Linked DNA regions of Mus musculus: all the other regions are linked to region 1. Evidence: chromatin contacts called from public HiChIP or PLAC-seq and capture Hi-C data. All regions are on one chromosome and are shown on one strand. The core of a region is the stretch at or near the end of the contact, and the rest is flanking DNA. Distances in the headings are between cores, read along the strand shown.

Evidence for each region. HiChIP or PLAC-seq counts read pairs in DNA pulled down with a chosen protein or histone mark. Capture Hi-C pulls out chosen DNA fragments and counts their contacts.
Region 2: an H3K27ac HiChIP or PLAC-seq map of embryonic stem cells shows a contact between it and region 1, with 5 read pairs. The contact joins two enhancer-like sites. A contact is called at or near these places in 2 of 484 Hi-C or Micro-C datasets (embryonic fibroblasts and embryonic stem cells) and 8 of 115 datasets of contacts at active chromatin or transcription factors (the 230-238 cell line, bone marrow-derived macrophages, craniofacial prominence and 1 more).
Region 3: a capture Hi-C map of embryonic stem cells shows a contact between it and region 1, with 2.6 times the contacts expected there. The contact joins two enhancer-like sites. A contact is called at or near these places in 1 of 484 Hi-C or Micro-C datasets (muscle stem cells), 9 of 115 datasets of contacts at active chromatin or transcription factors (acute myeloid leukemia, effector CD8 T cells, embryonic basal ganglia and 6 more) and 1 of 9 other capture datasets (embryonic stem cells).

Annotation. Positions count from the first base shown.
Region 1 is chr10:95,263,328-95,266,915 of GRCm38.p6, reverse strand. All of the region lies in intron 2 of Cradd (CASP2 and RIPK1 domain containing adaptor with death domain), which reads left to right. Among named protein-coding and RNA genes, the nearest start is that of Cradd, 59 kb to the left of the region's middle. Within about 2 kb of position 2,080, at least 160 of the 459 cell types and tissues checked have an H3K27ac peak or open chromatin away from gene starts, as enhancers often do. A contact at or near this core is called in embryonic stem cells and muscle stem cells, where this site is marked.
Region 2 is chr10:95,453,024-95,456,405 of GRCm38.p6, reverse strand. No RefSeq gene overlaps it. Among named protein-coding and RNA genes, the nearest start is that of 5730420D15Rik, 37 kb to the right of the region's middle. Within about 2 kb of position 1,870, at least 11 of the 459 cell types and tissues checked have an H3K27ac peak or open chromatin away from gene starts, as enhancers often do. A contact at or near this core is called in embryonic stem cells, where this site is marked.
Region 3 is chr10:95,012,031-95,015,470 of GRCm38.p6, reverse strand. No RefSeq gene overlaps it. Among named protein-coding and RNA genes, the nearest start is that of Gm40744, 52 kb to the right of the region's middle. Within about 2 kb of position 1,365, at least 53 of the 459 cell types and tissues checked have an H3K27ac peak or open chromatin away from gene starts, as enhancers often do. A contact at or near this core is called in muscle stem cells, where this site is marked.

The sequences.
Region 1 (3,588 bases), core at 831-3,330:
AGTTAAGTGTGATAAACGCCCAGGAATGAGGCCCCATCCAGCCACAGGAAAGACATTGTGGCTTTTAAGCTGCTGGCACTTTTCTTTGATGTTAATATTCTTTTCTTTTTTTAATTTTGAAGGAGCTTATTAGATGTGTTGCTTTCCCATAGGATTCCATATTGTGGTTTACTTTCAAATTATGAAATATTTTTAAAAGAGTCCGGGTGACCTTTTGCCATCAGTTTTGTTCCTGTGACACATGAGAGCAATATACAGTTTGTTCTTAGCATATAAGACTGTGTCTTAGTGACAGGCATGCTTTTGTGGTGAAAGACCCAACTGGAAAAATGTCACATGTGGTCACTCATAATCATTTGGAAATTCACTTGTCATTAAAGAATACAAAAAAGCAGCCACAGACTAGCATTGCTGGGCTATTTATGATTACTGTAGCAGTTTTGTGTGACTGGGCTCCCTTTCCTAACAGCGAGATACAAAGCAAGCAGCATCTTTGCTCGGAGGGATGTTCCTCTGATAATTTTGTTGTATGAGAGTCTACCTGCTCAAAGCAGTTGGACTTTCGGTTTTAAGCGGCTCTCTGCCTGCCGGCTGCTGTCTGCTGCTTCCAGCTTTGCCTGTGGCCTGCTAGCCAAGTAATCCTTACAACATTTTTCTTTGCTTTCTTATAAACAGTTTAGAGTCCTCCTTGCCTTTCTTGAGGCCTGCGGTAAAGTTGGAAGAGGGGAAGTCCATATGAAACTGTCCTTTGTCTTTTCCTCCATACTCTATGCAGGAGTACCCAGAGCGGCTTCTGGGGAGGTAATTTTGTCCGCCTGAGGGTTTTACAATAGGTTCTGTTGTTCTTATGCGTAGGCAAAGACATGTCTTTTTGTTTAGAGGATTTTGAAATGTGTTCCTCCACCCAGAGCACCCAAGCCCAGGCTAAGCACAGAATCCTTTTATAACTACAGGTTATGATCTGATTCACTAGAAACAAGGGCCGGTGTTAAAAACAGAGCCTAAGGATCTTGAGCCCCTCTGTAAGGATTACCAAAAGAAACCAGTGAAATGTATCAAGGAAGGAAGCTACAGTCAAAACTGTATTTCTTCTTTAAAATTCTTAAGGCTCATAGGAAGCTTTGCATCTGATTCTCAGCTACCAAAAATAATTTGTGTGTGGAAGATGCCTCAGAAATGGAATATACTTAGGCGCCCACGGCTGACTGCTTTTCAGATGTGTGGTTATCAGTTGTAGCTTGAATTTAGAGAGTACGAGATGATGCAGACAGGGTTCCTGGGGGGTTAGTTTGTTACTTTCTGAGATAGTTATTTTCTGAGATTCTGATGAGAAGCCTGACAGAATGCCTTCAACCTCTGTGACTCCCAGGAAATGCTGTTAGCTTTATTCTGGTTTCATAGTTTTGGTCAAGGTAGATTCCAGAATAAAACAGACATTTTCTTCTTAGTAAAAAGGGGACGAGGCATCCTATTCCTAGGCTCGGAACTAAGGCAAGTCTTGCGCTTACCCTACTCTGTTGCATTCTCGGGTTATCAGATTTGCAAGTCGGAGTTGGGGAAAGTTTCTATCGGGACTCAAGCAACTCAGCCTCCAGTCCTTGCTAATACCAACAACCCGAAGGCAGTTTTCTACCACCTGGGAAAGAAAAAAAAATCTTTCTAAAAGATGGCACACGGCTTGCTTTCCTGTGCACTTTCAGCAGGTCTAGAGCTGCATCTGGCCGAGTCGGGTAATCCAATCTATTTTAACGCAAAGATTTTCCGAGAAGGCAGGAAACCAGCAAGGGGGAAGGCTTTCAGGCATCTGCTGTTTCGTTTCCAGATCCCTTGTGTTAATTTAATGTTTCTAGGGAACCCGGGGTTTTTTCTCGGAATCTCTTCTCTAGGAACTGGTGTGTGCCGCGATAAGGCTAAGACTAAGGGGGCTGCAGCCGGAGGCAGCGTCCCCGCTCCAGGGTGCAGACTTTCCCCGCCGCCACCGCCACCGCCACTGCCACCGCGAGGGTGACAGCACCCTTCGAAGAGTGAGTGTTTGCCTGTGTGCAATTAGGAAAGGCAACCCCGTGAAGCGATCGACATGCCCTCACCCCATCAAAACCAGGGCAACTCGACTCTGTTGAGGAAACAAACTCCATTCCATCCCAAGCCGGAGTGAAACGTGAGCTTTGCACAAACACTGGCACTGCTTCGGGAATACCGGGAAACTCGCCTTTCTTCCAGCGGCCTCCGCAGAGCTTTGCCCAGACAGCAGTACTAGCTTGCTGGGGGTTTTAGTGTGTGAGATGAGTTTTGGTTCCGTGCTTGCAGCCAGGTGTTAGCACTGGTGTGTGTTGGGCCCTATCAGCCCTATGACCAACAGCCGGCCTGGCCTCTCCAGCGTCTCCTCTCCCGCCATGGACCTGAAGCCTCACTCAAACCTCGCTTCTGCAAAGGCGTCCTGTAGACAAAAGCCTGCCCTTAAAAATTTTAAAGACTGTATGCTATTCCTGTTTAGACTCACGCAATGGGGATAATCCATGCTGCCCTGAAAATAGGGTTGAGAACTAAGATGGAGTGAGTTCACGTGGCCCTTTAATAGTAGAAACAGAACCGGAACTCCGATAAACCCAGCATTCTGTTACTGAGTTACAGAACTATTCTACAGAATCCTAGAGGTGGACCAGAGTGTTGTCCTCTTGTCATCCCCCCCCCCCCTATGACATTCTAGCAATCTGGCTGTTTCTGATTGCTGTGGTTGTGATTGCACACAATTCCATCGCTGGAAAACTCTAATGATTGCACTGTTGTTTCGAACACTAACTGGAATTCTCTGAGAAACTGTTCTTTAAACAATGAAAGGCTAAAATTACTCTTTTCCGCATATTTTTAATTGGTGTGGATGTATTTGAAAATCATGATAAAAATGAGCTTTCTATTGTGTTCACATTTAGGTTCCAGTCCAGGCTGTGTGTGCTATGAATTATTGGGAACAATCTTTGGTTTCTAGGTAGTGCTTTGAGGTTATGTAATGAAATGTTATATTGTAATATTTTAACATTTTAAATGATTTGACACTTAATATTTATTATTTTTTTTTATGTGCTTTGGTATTTGACCTGCATGTATGTCTGTGTGAAGGTGTCAGATCCCCTGGAATTGGAGTTATAGATACTTGTTAACTGCTATATGGATGCTGGGAATTGAACCTGTTTCCTCTGAAAAAACAGCCAGTGCTTTTAACAATGGAGCCATCTCTCCAGCTCTCCTCCTCCTATTATTATTATTATTATTATTATTATTACTATTACTAATGTGTGCTCCAGAGGACAACTTCTGAACAGTTGCTACCTTCTTTGATACAGGGTCTCTCATTGGCCTGGTGCTCATGGATTAGGCTAGCAAGCGCCAGGATACCTTGTCTCTGTCTCCCAGGAACGGCATTCCAAGCCTAGGCCACTGTCCTGACATTTTGTGTGGTTCTGAAGATCTGTTTCAGGGCTTCATGCTTATAAGCAGCAGTTCCCAACGTGTGGGTCCAGATCTCTTTGGGAGCCGAAAGGGCCTTTCACAGGGGTCACAGGTCAGATACCCTGAATGTTGCATATTTAT
Region 2 (3,382 bases), core at 621-3,120, 190 kb before region 1:
TTCTTGAGGAGGCAAAGAATAAATGGTGAGAACTGTTTACACAAACTTGAGACAGGAGATTCTTGGTATAAGCATCACAATGACATGTCCTGATTGAAACAGGATACTAGGGCAGAGAAATCAACATTTGAATAACCCAAGGGTAAACTTTACACAGAGCACAAAACATCACCTGACATCTGCAGGGGGTGGGGTGGGGGAGGGGCTCTAAGCCACCTCAGCGCAGTTTGAAATGTGAGTTCCCAGCATTCTTAAACCTTCACTCAGCCATCAGGGACTCGAACTTCAGGATCTGCAAACAAGTCAGCTCTTTCTTTTATAGCTTGTCTCAGTCCTAGTGTTTTAGCCCAGCAGCAGAAAGGTAACCAATACAGGCAGTAATTCTATTCTTACACGATTATTTTAAAGAGTTAGTAAACCGGGCGTGGGGGCGCACGCCTTTAATCCCAGCACTCAGGAGGCAGAGGCAGGCAGATTTCTGAATTCGAGGCCAGCCTGGTCTACAGGGCTATCTCGAAGAACCAAAATAAATAAATAAGTAAAATAGTTAGTAATAAACACAGACAAGGGTCTGTAGTAGACAGCCCTTGCTTATCACAGTCCCAAGACCCCCAGTGCCATCTGAAGCTGCAGACTGTACCAAGCTTGATACCAACTATACTTGTTCTTCACTATCCATCCCTATGATAGCTTAATTTATAAGTTGGGCAAAATAAGGTATTAACTAAAAGAACTAGTAACACATAGAGTGAGTGTACTACCCTGTAATAAAAGTTATTTCAGACTTATGAATTGGTTACTTCTAGAATTTTCCATTTAATGTTTTCGGACTATGACTGATTCCATGGAACAAACGCACAGAAACTAAAACCATAGATAAAGGGGCAACTACAGTATATCCAAGGAAGGTCATTGCTATATTATTTACATGATGGAGAAATTGGAAATGAACTTGATTCTTTAAAAAAAAGGGAGACAGTCTACCATAAAATATTGTGTTAAATCCAATGTTGGTGAAGATAGTGTAATAATATAAAAAAGATTCCAGTGAAAAACATATCTAGAAAAGGGCCTGCGATTATAGATAAATATTTGCCCTGTGAATACATGAATGCGTATCACTTTATTTTTATTTATTTATTTATTTATTTTTGATTTTTCGAGACAGGGCTTCACTGTGAAGCCCTGGCTGTCCTGAAACTCACTCTGTAGACCAGGCTGGCCTCGAACTCAGAAATTCACCTGCCTCTGCCTCCCGAGTGCTGGGATTAAAGGCGTGTGCCACCATTCCCATCGAGTATCACTTTATAATCAGAAATAATTATTTTAAATGATCTGGAGAGATTACATGGCCTCACCCTCAACCCCTCCTCGGCTTCTCTATGGTCTGGTTCTTTCCGAACATGTTCAAGGGCCAGGGTATTCGTCTCTTAGGCTTTGGTGATTAAAAACTTCCAGCCTGTGGACCCCTTGAGAAAGCCTCTTTGCAGGAAGAGGGGAACGGTAAGGAGTATCATAGGAGCGCAGAACTTTGATCTGGGAATCATCAGTGTCAGCAAGAAGACCATGAAACATTACTGGACAGAAAGAAAAACCTCCTGCCCAATGTGCTTTCTCTCTTAATCATGAAAATCTCAAAACGGAGGCGTTTCCCCAGCCAGAATCACCAGATGATTATAATTTGGTGATTATACATTTTCCTAGGACTACAGTACATCTTCTGGCAATGTTGAGAAAGTGATTGTATCCTGACCAGGCTGGTTGAAGCATTTCTTTCCCCTCTACAGCCTGCCCAGAGGTAGCCCAGTATCCCAACACAAAGTCTCTCCTTCCTGCGAGGCCGGGCAGACTTCTGCAAGCAGGCTGTAAAAGGGGCGGGTTCTTACCCCCCACCCTAGCAGCCCTGTGACCTGTGCCTTGCTCACTCTACCCCTCAGTACTGTCTTTCCTGAGGCATTGGCTCTGCCACCATAAGAAAGCCACCAGTGTCTAGAAATCTTGGCATCTGATGGCCAGAGGTTGGGAAACCTCTTCTTGGCTCTGGATCTTATTATTATTACTTATAATGAAAAAATAGCCAGAGAAATAAAGATTAGCATTTTTTAAAAGTATCCTAGGTAGAGATGACACTTCTGGAATTATACAGAGGGGAAGAGGATAAAGACAACATGAAATCCTGAACGTGACCTTGAGTGTAGCTTACAAAGGACATTCTTAGTGGTAGCCGGATACATTTCTAGTATCAAGAAAGGGTTTTATACAAAGAACCTTTTGTTAATAATAGTTATTGACCATTTGGAGAGAGACAGAGACAGAGACAGAGACAGAGAGCATGCATGTTTTCTGAGAGGGTGGCTTAAGGGTCTCTAAAATTTTATAAGCATTTCCTTCTTTCTCTGTTTTGTTAAGCGCGAAGTTAGAAACATTTCTACCTCATTAGCCTCAATTCAAAGACTCATTTGGGACACCTGCTACTTAAGCCCAGTTTTCTATTTTTAAGACCGCAATCTTGGGCATTCTTGAAAAGCATCTGCTTGTTTATTTTAGTTCATTTTTAAGAAAGTAGCTCCTGGCCAATCTGTACTGCAGTGTCTGAAGAGATGTAACGAAACTAGATATAGAAGACTGACATGTGTTGTGTGTGTGGTATGTGGTGTATGTGTGGTGTGTGTGTGTGTGTGTGTGTGTGTGTGTGTGTGTGTGTGTGTGTGTGTGTAAAAGGGCAGTGGGTTGAAAGCCATATTCTGAATCAAGGGCAACACCTGTTAAGTGGAAACTGGTTAGCTATAAATAGAGTGTTAAACAGGTAGATCAGAACACAGTAATGGAAGCCTAGAGTCATCCCTACCTCTGAAGCAAGGAAACCTGTGCCACACTATGTAGGTCCTCCCTGTCGCAGGATTTTCCTTGTCCAATCATATTAGGGCAGCAGGAGGCCTGTGATTGGACAGGGAAAAGAGAGGCGGAGCTAAGAGTTGCAAAGACAGAGAATGTCTCAGCGAGAAAGGGAAGCCTGAGATAGAAGTGGACAGGAACCAGAGTGGCTTTAACCGCCACAGGTAGTTCTGATATCACAAGGTGAGAATAATTGGGATAAAGCTTTCGTCATTATCATTTGGCTCTGAAATTATTGTACTGGCATCTTGTAAATTGAGAATTTATTGATACATAAATCTGATTGGTTAATTATAAGCTTCACGAGTTTTGCTTCTACCTGGTAAATGGGTGTTGTGGTGGCTGACCATGGGGTGGACAGTTGTGGTGTGGGGTTGGTGTGACAGCAAAAGGAACTCGGGAGCTCTGGCCCCCGCCAGAGAGTTGGCAGGTAGAGACAGAGCCCATGGGACGGACTGCCATGGGGCCGAGAATTGCCAGCAAACTT
Region 3 (3,440 bases), core at 116-2,615, 250 kb after region 1:
CAGCGGTGTCCCATTGTCTATTATGGTCACTCTTACAGTGGGTATCCATTGGCCCCTAGGGTTACCCTTACAGTGGGTGTCCCATTTTCTACCAGAGTCACCCTTACAACATGTGTCCCAGTGGCCCCTAGGGATCACCCTTACAGCAGGTGTCCCATTGTCTACTAGGGTCACCCTTACAGTAAGTATCCCATTAGCCCCCAGGGTCACCCTTATAGCAGGTGTCCCATTGGCCTCTAGGATCACCCTTACAGTAAATATCCCATTAGCCCCTAGGGTCACCCTTACAGCAGGTGTCCCATTGGCCTCTAGGATCACCCTTACAGTGGGTGTCCCATTGGCCCCTAGGGCCACCCTTACAGTGGTTGTCCAGTTGGCCTCTAAGGTCACCCTTATAGTGGGGTGTCACCCTTTCAGTGGGTGTCCCATTGGCTCTTAGGGATTGGCCCATGGAACTTAGCTGGAACAGAGATGCTGCAGGCAAAGTGTCTGAGGTGATCTCAGGAAAGCATCAATCACCCTTTTACCCAGGAGATAAACTTTGAGAAAGGCTTGGACTACAGTGTTTATATCAAGGCTACCTCTACACCCGGGGGCAGGACACCCTGACAGACAGCCCGTTTACATCACTACTTGTTCTGTTTACTGTTTTAGTGTCCATTCTGGAATGCCCTTCCTATGCCTCCCTCTGCTTACCCATCTTCCTCACAGATCACCCCCTCCAGGCAGTCTTCCCAGACCACTCAAGACCTCACTTGCCTCCCACTTCTCCAAAAGCTCCGAAGAATCATCTTCCTTGCACTGATCTATGCACGTGACTCTCACGCCTCTTGTTCAGTTTGATGGCAGGCCTGGCACCACACCTGGCTGCCCTTGCTTATCCAACCTCATTTCCTAACCCACCGTAGAACCACAGTGGGTGCCTGCTGTCTCGTTAGCATAAGTTGGGACATGCAGTCTTTAAAAACTAAGTTGGGTAGTACAGTAGAATTGGTGGAAAAATTAAAAATAAGCTTCCTCTTGAATGAACGATGAGAGGTGAGCTTTGGGGACATCATTCTGTGCCTTTAAAAAAAAAAAAAGTATAAAATGCCCCGCACTTCGGAGGCAGAGGCAGGCAGATCTTTGAGTTTAAGGCCAGTCTGGTCTACAGAGTGAGTTCCAGGATGGCCAGGGCTACAGAGAAACCCTGTCTCAAAAGAACAAATCAAAACAAAAAGTACAAAAGAAAGGGAGAAATCAGATGCAGGTTGCAAGTTCCTGGTGACATCAGCTTTGGCAGGCCCTGATGGAAAGTGACCTTGCCAGAGCCCTGCTCCCCCATTCAGTTGGAACACTTTCCACTAACGGTATTAATCTGGCCTTCAGTCTGAGGCAGAGCTGCCTGGGCCAAGCCCTCCTGCTTCAGTCCAAGTGATGAATCAGCCCCATCTCCTAATGCCCTCAAGAATTAGAAGAATCGGCGGAGGAAGAGAGAGGCACAGGGCACCATGCACACCCTCAGATGGACAATAGAAATGACGGAGGCCAAGACCTTCGGTCTCTTTCCATCTCTGGGAAGCCTTTCCATTAAAAACATTTTCTTCTTCTGTTACATCCATGTTTTTTCTTTTTGGTTTCCTCTTGTCAGCCTCAGCCCAGAGGAAACTTCTCACTCCCCACCTCCAACCACGTACTAAACACCGTTTCCTTCCAAGGGCTTCTTCGTTATTTTTTTCTTCAACTTACAGCTAGATTGCTTGGCATCAACCGAGAAAGCCTAGTAACACTCTGGCGTTCCAAAAGCAGCCCAGAAGATCAGAAGTATCCGCCGCATCTACCTCCTGGACTCGGCACGATCAAACGCTACGCTCTCTGAGAAGACATTGGGAGTAGTAGAAATGTTAAGTTTGTTTTTTCTTTTTTCTTTCTTTTTTTTTTTTTTTAATTTTAAAAAACCTAAAAAGACACCTTAAAGGAAGCAAAAGACAGACACAGCCAAGAAGCAAGCAAATCTGATATTCTCTGAGCTGAAAAACAAGAGCCAAGGGAATTCTATTCTTAGCAGAGACTTAGCCAGCTCCATTCTCCAGGGGTGGGGTGGGTTGCAAAGAAGGCTACAGTGCCCTCTGTCTGGGACCTGTCAGCATGTAGCCTGGGGGCTTGGATTCATTCTCTCTCTCTCTCTCTCTCTCTCTCTCTCTCTCTCTCTCTCTCCCTCCCTCCCTCCCTCCCTCCCTCCCTCCCTGTCTCTCTCTCCCTCCCTCCCTGTCTCTCTCTCCCTCTCTCTGTTTTTTTTCTGTTCTCTCTCTATATATTCTTCTTTTTTTCTCTCTTCCAAATGGAGTTTATTTGTTTAACAGTCCTGGAACTCAATCCACAGACCAGGCTAGCCTTGAACTCACAGAGATCCACTTGCCTGTCTCTGTATTCCTCATGCTGGGACCAAAGGCGTATGCTACCACACCTGGCTTAGCTAAGGTTTTTCATTCATGGTTTTTTGTTAGTCATTGTACAACCTTTGCAATGTCTGATTATCTAAAAAGAACATGAGAGCAGGGAGCTCAGTTGACTTCACCACAGTTGTACAGTTTGGAAATGGCATCAGTAAAGATGCTAACTAACCCAGGTTCCCTTTTCTTAGCCTGTGTCTTTATAGTTCGTCTTTCCGTATCAGATTTATGTTGTTTCATGCTCAAAGGCTTTGACAGCCAGATCTGTCTAACACAGAGGTTGGTTCTCAAAGCTGAACACCATAGGCCTCCTAAAGATGTGTTCTACTATGTTTGGATACATGTCTCCCAAAGACTGGCATGCTAAAGGCTTAGTCCCCAGGCAGTGCTATCACTAGGAGATGGTGGGACCTCTAAGAGGCAAATTCTTCTAAAAGAAAGCTGGGCTTTTGTGGAATTGCCTTTAGCCAGCCTGGCACAAACAAAGATCTTCTAAAAAGAAGACAGCCTCACCTTTCTTTGGTTATCACACTATGGAAACAATGGTCCCCAAGGAATTGGATCCCTTGGAGCCTCTCACAAGATGAAGGAACAGGCTGAAGCATAGTGCCAGCCAGAGGAGGTTTCATATCATCCTGTTATCTTATCTACCACCTTGTAAGGGAGAAAGGACCAGAAACAATGAGTCTATAATGGGACTGTGACAGAGAGGATCACACCTCAGCCAGGGGCAGCTTAGTTATGCTGATCACTGTAAATGTAATTCTTAGGGGGTGTTCGACACCCCTTTTGCTCCCAGGTAACAACATGGCATTTCTATGCCCACTTTAACCCATTTTAGCTCCCAAATAAATGGCACAGAGACCTGTTAATTTTATTAATGGGCTGCAAGCCTTAGCTGGGCAGGTTCTGAGCTGTTCTAAACTGACTAGGCCACATGGGCTGTTACTTGCTATCTGGTCTTACCCTGGTTTACTCCAGTTCACATGTATCCTCAGGGCTGCTCTC